Linked DNA regions of Triticum aestivum: region 1 is linked to region 2. The links are chromatin contacts, called in public Hi-C maps. All regions are on one chromosome and are shown on one strand. Each heading gives the region's core, a stretch centred on a gene start, on an enhancer-like site or on the middle of the called end of the contact. The rest is flanking DNA. Distances are from core to core; before and after follow the strand shown. Region 1 holds the start of LOC123071786 (protein TRIGALACTOSYLDIACYLGLYCEROL 5, chloroplastic). Region 2 holds the start of LOC123066087 (ethylene-responsive transcription factor ERF020-like).

Region 1 (3,859 bases), core at 829-3,328, 330 kb after region 2:
CGCTTTGATCAGCTTCCTGGTGCTCTCCATCACCTCGTCAAACAGGATATCAAACTCCTGACTGCAGATTTTTTTTCGTCGTGTTAAAAGAATGAGATAACATGTGAAGTCAGACATGTCAAAGACAGTTCACATCAAGTGTATGTATGAATGAACCAGCCAATTGGCATTTATAATAACACATATAAGCAGATTCAAGGTCAAGCAAGCCCCCTCTGTGGATGCAAGCATGTCGAGCAACAGGAGAAGCCCAAATGGAGCCATTTTTGCGATAGTACAAAGCTTAGAATGAGTTGCTGCTTACTCGTAAGGAAGGCTCCCGGTGTTCTGAAATGATCTCCTGATGTTTGAATATTTTCCGTTCTCGTCATATGCAATCCCCTTTCCAAAACCGTAGCCAAAGCCTATTCCTATTCCACATCCAGCGCCTGCTCCGAATCCCAGCTGTAAACCAGGGAATCCAGCTCCAATTCCTGCGCCTGTTCAGCCAAATAAGAAATGAGAAAGGAACAGGCAAGATAATTTGATGTTAAACAATGCCCGCAGTCAACATATGCAGAACCAGTTGTGTTATGGTGTTCAGAGCCGTAGGCTAAATAAGTCGTTCTTCCCAAAGGTATTCCCTCCACATGAACCCTGAAGTATTTAGAAAGCCAATATCATCTTGTATTTTGTTACAACTAACACGACTGATTAAAGTGGGAGGCACAACTAGGAGCAGGTGCATGTGGCAATATTTGCAGTGTTGCAGATATTTATCAAGGGGGGAGCAAACCATACTTTGATGCATGGAAAGATGAAATCTAATATAGCGCAGATGACTTCAAGCATCCATGTGCATATCTAACAGCCTTATCTTACTGCTAGAATTAGAGATATTGACATCAGAGAAATCTTTGATTACCAGTACTTGTTTATTTGTTTTAATCTTTTAGACTTTGGAAAGTTATATGAGTAGCTGCCTCCCTTTCGAGTGGTCTACTGAGCTCTGCATGATGACCACATTTACCTTCCTGTATCCCCTTATGTGGTTGATTTGCTACTATACCAACTATATAATTCTCGAATCTTAGCTGCAATTTCCACTTCAAATAAGCTTCAGGATGACATTTCAAGTGTACAAATATTCGCAGGAAGCCTTTTCGTTCGCAAGCCTAACATTCTGTTAGAATATACCACTCCCATACTATTTAAGCATTCCCATAAAGGTACTGCGTGCCTGTCCAAAAAAAGACGCAGATATTCTGCATAACTAGTCATCCACACTCAACCTTTTGTTGCGGCTGGGAAGGGGCTAGATTGCTAGTGAGCCCTATAGCATTGCACTGTTGCACACACACACTTCGACGGTTATTTACGAAGCGGGGTGAACACAGATTTTGACAGGAATTCCACAGCATGGGAATTATCCATAACCCAATATTCCATACATACAGACCTAAATTATCGCACCTGAGTTACCTGAACCCTGCAGTCTTCCCACTCCAAAAGCTGCTGACAACATGCGACTGATTAGAAGTGCAGGATACGTTTGTAGGGTTCAAACAAGTAGTGGTCTCGAATCGAATTACTCGAATCAGCTACCCTGATCCTGACGGTGACCGTGACGGGTCCCGAATCCCCGCACTCTATTCGCCACTGACTGAGGGCACTGAATATATCCAAACTAAACACGGGCAAGCATGTACCATGTCCATCGCCGATTCATTCGAGGTCGAGGGAGAGAGGAGGCGGCGGAATAAGCCTAGGTAAAAACTGGGGAGGCACGTACCGCCGATGAGGCCGACTCCGACGCCGACGCCGCAGCCGGCGCCGATGCCGAAGGAGGGGCCCAGCTTGCCGAGCGCGTCCGACCTCACCATCGGAAGGCCCCACCTGGACGAGCCCCTCCTGCCGCCGCCGTACGCCATCTCTCTCCCTCGCTCGCTCGCCCCGTGCGCGCTCCGAAGGTTCGGGAGGGTTCGATATCTCTTCTTCTCTCTCAGCGACTGGGGACTGGGGTGGGGAGGAGGGGGGACGGTGACGAGAGTGACGGCTGAACGGGTCCGTCTGGCCGCGCCTCGCCGCACGATCAGCCTCGCGATCCGTGCACGCGCCGGGTTTACGCAACCGCACCAAGGTTTGCGCTTGTTGTTAGGAGGTCGCTGCGCTGCGCTTCGACATGCACCTCTCTCTTCGAAACTGCCCAGCTGAGACTTCAGACCCACTGTGTGTGGTGTGAACCATCTTTTTTTTTTTGCAGGGGGTGTGAACCATCTTTTAGCACCATTGACCTGAAGATTCATGATTCCTTAAACGTTGATATGATAGTGATCATGAAAAGTAGTCCCTACGTTCCATAATTCTTGTCATGGTTTTAGTTCAAATTTGAATCGTACGGCTTTCCTTGAAGAAATCACAGCATCCCAGAACGACAGGCTTGAACAGATGTAGATACTGCAGGACAAACATCAGGATGTTCTTTCACAGACAATGCTTGAAAGTTGAAACCTGTACGCCACTGGGCAAACTGCGCCTGCTTATTATAACTGTGAGGAGGCTGATTGATGTGTACACCTTTGCCAACAACAACTATAAGCTAGCTGCCCGCCCGGCTGGGGGGCACCAGAAAGAAAGAATGAGAAACATTTTGCTTATAGCAGGGTGGTTGCTCGATCAAAAGGCAACTCCTGTTTACATCAACAATTACAACAAATGGCGCGCCGGCCGGATCTCCACTCGTCGGACCTCACCGCAAACTTTAACATAGATGACAGGAAAATTGGTTAAATTGACTGGGTGTGAGTAGAGGACATTTTACATAATATACGGTGTCTGTAAGGTTAATCACAAGCTAACAATTCTTGACAGCATGTACGCGTCTTCGAGCTCCCCCGCCAAAGCCTCGTTAGTTTCCTGCAAGTTAGAGCAGGCATTAGAGGAGGCACAGAGGCAGTGCAAGTTAAGAGCTATTTTCTCCATTTCAATTTTAAAGAGAAACATATTGTGCTAATAGCATGTGACAATAGGGTAACTTTTCTGTGTTTCACAAATTGGGTACCATACCGGTGAATTCGGAATGTTATTTCTTATTATGTACTGCGCCAATGCGCCGTCCCCCCGAAGAATTTTAGCCCCGCACCCGGGCCTGTCAATGGAACCAATGGCCTCCTCGTCCACCACAACAGCATCTACTCGCTCATTTCCTGCTTTCTCGTCAGGGATCTGTTTACGAAGAATGTCAGAACGTATGCCTCGATTTTGCAGCGTTCATTACAGAAAACTGCAAGCAGCTACCTCGTACATGGCCTCCAGTAGAATGGTCTCTAAGAGGGCTCTTAGACCACGTGCACCAGTGTTTTTGACTATGGCCTTCTTTGCTACTATTCGCAGTGCACCATCAGTAAAGTGCAGCTTAACCTGAAGAATCGGGGAAAAAGAGAATGTTAGAAATTAGTGCAAAGAAGCAAGCCTATAATCACTTCCAAGTTTTAGTGGACTCACATTGTTCAGGCTAAACATTTTCCTGTATTGTCTCGAAAGTGAATTCTTTGGTTCTGTAAGAACCTGAATGCAGATCAAATCACTTCAGTCAGCTTCAGCAGGCTAGCCATATGAAAATCGTGCAAGAACTTATACAGACGTCGGATCATTTAGTTTATGTGAAGGAGAAGAACAGTACATGATTCTGAATGAAGGAGGACATCAAAAGCTTAAACCAGCAACCTCATGCGGATACTCAAATAAGAATACATTACATTTTTACCTGAACAAGCTGATCTTCGTCGAGAGCTGCCAAACTAACTAGAATGGGCAAGCGTCCAATGAACTCTGGTATTAGGCCAAACTTTGCAAGATCTCCACTCTCAACCTGCCAATC
Region 2 (3,890 bases), core at 624-3,123:
CGACCACCATACAAAAACGGTGCCGAGATGCCACTCAAGTCACAGCGGACCAGGAATGAGTTCCTTCAAAAAAAAAATGACTTCCTTATTTTATGTTCAGTCGTGAGAATATCTACAATTAGAGATAAATAAAGGGTCTGTCTAGGGTGTGCCTTAGTTATTGCACATCTAAGTGCTCAATCAAACTAGAAAGAAGATGCTTGCACGAATCTTAGTGTAAAACCAATGATATAGGGCTTAAATGTGCAATACTTATAGCACATCTAGATGTGATTTAGTTAAACTGATAAATATATTAAACAAGCACTATTTGGTAATCGACACCGCAATGTGAACGTAGGGTTTTATCTTTCACTTTTCTCCCTATCATCCCTTCGACCTTCCTCCCTCCATCGATCTTCCCCGGTTTTCTACCCACTTCTGGATTTCGGCAAAGAAAATTTTGATAACACAATAAGCCAGGTCAATCGATGGTATATAGCAATAAATGCAGAGAGGTAAAACCTGTCTAGTTGTTTCTGCAACAAGAATTGTCTCGTATGGTCGTCTTATATTGTGTTAGAAAAATATTTGGTTCCCGTGGCTACACGGACACATACCTAGTCATTTTAAAATTTATACTTTCGCTATTCACAAAAAAATTAGGGTGGTCAAAGATTATTTAGCAACATGTATGTTGTTTTCTTCTTCTTCTAACAAACATGCTAATATTGGTCAAATAAAGGCTCTCTCCATAAAAAAAAACTATAAATCACAATGCAACACCTATTTTCCAGTTACCTGGATAAAATCAATTCATTTTGCCATTAAATGAAATCCAATTGCTGCCCGGCATCTTGCTCCTTTAGTTGAGCTTCTTCTCCCCATACTGTCGGCCGAACCACCGGCACCATGTCGCCACCCGACCCTGCCCACCAATTGCACCACTGACTTTCCTCTAAACCCTGCCCACCAACTGCACCCCCGACTTTCCTCTAAACCCTGCCCACCAACTCCGGCACCAGCGACCCCTATACCGCACCTGCGAACCCCCTGCTCGTCCTTCCCCCAACGAGCCGCGTCGGCCCCTTCTCCGGCGAGCCCCCGCAGGGGACACCACATCCTCCTCGTCTCAACCTCGAGCGTTGTCTCCTCTCTATGGCGAAATCGACAAACCAATTTATTTAGTTGCCCGAGGTTTACCAAACGCAAAATCGCACGAGTTCTACTAAAGTTACACTTCAAGTAACATAATGTCCAACTCAATTTATGTGATCTGATGCAAATTTTATAAAGTTTGAAGTACTTTCGAGTATGAATCCGATGACTTTAGATTACTAACTCATATATTGTTGATCAGATTGTTGGTTAGAGATAGATCGTGAAAAGCACAAACGCACGCATGTCTAATATGTTTTGGACGGAGGAGACACCGTTAGTTTTTTATCATGATTTGTTTTGACTAAAAAAAATCCATCAAATTTTTTATCATGAAATATACTTCCATAATATTATTATTTTTGAAAAGCTCAAAGATCATATAAAGTGCTAGCACAGACCTTAAAAACGCCATTTCAAAAATAAAATAAAATACGCATGTGGCATAATTATTTATGTTATAGTACTGACATTTTGGCTAAAAGTCAGTCCCTAATTAATACTCCTAACTACTCAGGCCTGTAGACTGCGATGGAGAAGAGGGTTCCCCACAGAATCTGACGGCGACTTGGGGAGCCTACCACTACGTGCGTGTTCATACGATTGACCCTTTGAAGATTTTGACCCCGTTGCTCCCATGCCGACCACAAATATCACCACACGGCTGTATTAGTACTGCTCACAGCTCACAAGGTCAAACGCAAAGCCGATTCGATCCTTCCGCATGCAGGGTCAACTCGTTTTTTGGGTTGACCTCTCACTGGTATATAAGCGTGTGGTACGTAGTACGTTCACTTGGAAGCTCGGCCGTGCGTTGAGAAAGAGGCGAGGTCAGAGGCTCGGAAGGTGGTCAGAGATGAGCAGCGCGGCGGAGGCATCGGCGGCGAGGGGCGGCGAGGAGGAGAGGTGCCGGTACAAGGGCGTGCGGCGGCGGCGGTGGGGGAAGTGGGTGTCGGAGATCCGGGTGCCCGGCACGAGGGAGCGGCTGTGGCTGGGCTCCTACGCCACGCCCGAGGCCGCCGCCGTCGCGCACGACACGGCCGTCTACTTCCTCCGCGGCGGCGGCAACGGCGCCGCTGGGCTCAACTTCCCGGAGCGCGCGGCCGCCGCGTACGGCGCCGGCTGCGTGGCGCCCCTCTCGCCGCGGTCCGTGCAGAGCGTGGCGTCCGACGCCGGCATGGCCGCCGACGCGCAGCTCGTGGCGGCGCGGGACGGCGCGCCCAGGCAGTGCTACGCGGAGGCGCGCGCCGGCGCAGGCGCTGCGCAGGGTGGCGCGAACGCGCGGCACGCGGAGTTCCAGCACGACGGCGCGTACGCGTACACATATACGGGGGACGGCGGGGACACCACTGGCGGCGGTGGCAGCAGGGGGCAGCTTGTCTCCGGCGAGCTCAGCGTCGACGACATGGAGATATTGATGTAAAATTGAGCATACACCATCACCGGTAGTCCGGTACTACGTAGAATTAGCTGATGCAATAAAGATCGAACACCGGTCGCAGTTGGCAAGGTTGAGCCATTTGAAATTCGAAAATATTACTTCCGCGCGCACGTTCGATATGGAATGATTACTACCTACCTGTTGACATTTGAAATTGGCGAGACATGTAGCCAGCCACTGCGTATGCAGCAGTGAGTGGCGACAGTGCTCGTATGCATGGCCACCGGCACGTAGGCGAGGCCCCGCTCGGGTGATCTGATGAATGGCGCTGCGGCCTGCGGGCAGGCCTAGGTTGACCAGGCTAGCTGGCATGGATCGCTGAGGCTCTCCTTTCTCCAAGGTACGGACGGATGGCGACCGGTCAATGACCAGCAAACCCTTTTCGCCTGCCTGCCAGTGCCAAGGGAGGATGGGTCAGAGCATAGAGCAAGTTTAGTTTGATGTCAAAATTCCCTTTGCTAATGTTTGGTCAAAGCTAAAAAGTTAGCTATCACTTGATGTCAACTTTGTTTGGAAGTTTGGCAATTGCCAAATGTTGTCTTGTCAACACATTGGCAGGTCCGCTCGGGGACTCTGGGGCGGTTTGGTTTGAGACTAAGTTTGCCTAAGGTTGTCATATTTAAGGTTAGACAAATTTGACCAACTTAGATGAGTATTTGCTTCAAGTCACATATTAGGCAAGCCACACCGGGTTCTCACATCACATACACTCAAAAAAGTGTGTCAAGATTTCCTTAGGCTTAACTTGTGCCTCTCATTTTGAAGAACTAACCTTAGGTAAGTGTGGCAACATTGTATGGCAAAGTGTGGCATTGTTAGGCCTAGAACCAAACAACCCCTATGTCTGTTGCGGGTATCAATGGGCCCGGTGTGGCATCGTAGTGTGGGGAGGGCTGCAACTAGTAGAGGCTTATGCGGTCAGCCGGTTCTGAGTAGTAGAGTGCGCACAAACGGGCGAGAACCTTGCCTTTGGCCCATGGTCGGAGTCGGCTAGGCGATGTCTACGGACGTCGTGTCCTTCATGAAGCCGTCGTGCCTATTCTTCCATGTATGCTCTAAGCAAAACCTCAGATCGGCTCTTCGATTGGACGACGGCGATGCCTCTTGCACCTGCCGTTCTCCTCATTGGAGGCTTCGTCTTTGGAGCTGGCCTATCGAAGAGATTAGTGTATGGTGATTTGCCCACATGGTGGCGTTGCAATTTGTTTGGCAACAACAATGCTTGTTAGAGGAGTTGGGTCGTGACTTATCCTTCCGATGATGTTATTCCGATGAGCCTTTTGGATGTGCCTCTGTTGTTTCTCACCGTGAT

The links. A called contact is a pair of places that touch in the nucleus more often than the background predicts.
Region 1: a Hi-C map of leaf shows a contact between it and region 2, with 4 times the contacts expected there. The contact joins the promoter of LOC123071786 here to the promoter of LOC123066087 in region 2. A contact is called at or near these places in 1 of 5 Hi-C or Micro-C datasets (leaf) and 1 of 1 datasets of contacts at active chromatin or transcription factors (leaf).

Annotation. Positions count from the first base shown.
Region 1 is chr3B:691,494,380-691,498,238 of IWGSC CS RefSeq v2.1, reverse strand. It overlaps LOC123071786 (protein TRIGALACTOSYLDIACYLGLYCEROL 5, chloroplastic), which reads right to left and starts at 2,078. Exons shown (of 4, transcript XM_044495368.1): 1 at 1,772-2,078; 2 at 305-479; 3 at 1-61. The coding sequence starts at 1,910. LOC123071784 (CLP protease regulatory subunit CLPX1, mitochondrial) reads right to left here. Exons shown (of 16, transcript XM_044495367.1): 12 at 3,746-3,850; 13 at 3,484-3,546; 14 at 3,277-3,399; 15 at 3,046-3,204; 16 at 2,612-2,895. The coding sequence ends at 2,827.
Region 2 is chr3B:691,821,608-691,825,497 of IWGSC CS RefSeq v2.1, reverse strand. LOC123066087 (ethylene-responsive transcription factor ERF020-like) reads left to right here and starts at 1,873. Exons shown (of 1, transcript XM_044489239.1): 1 at 1,873-2,671. The coding sequence starts at 1,994. The coding sequence ends at 2,560.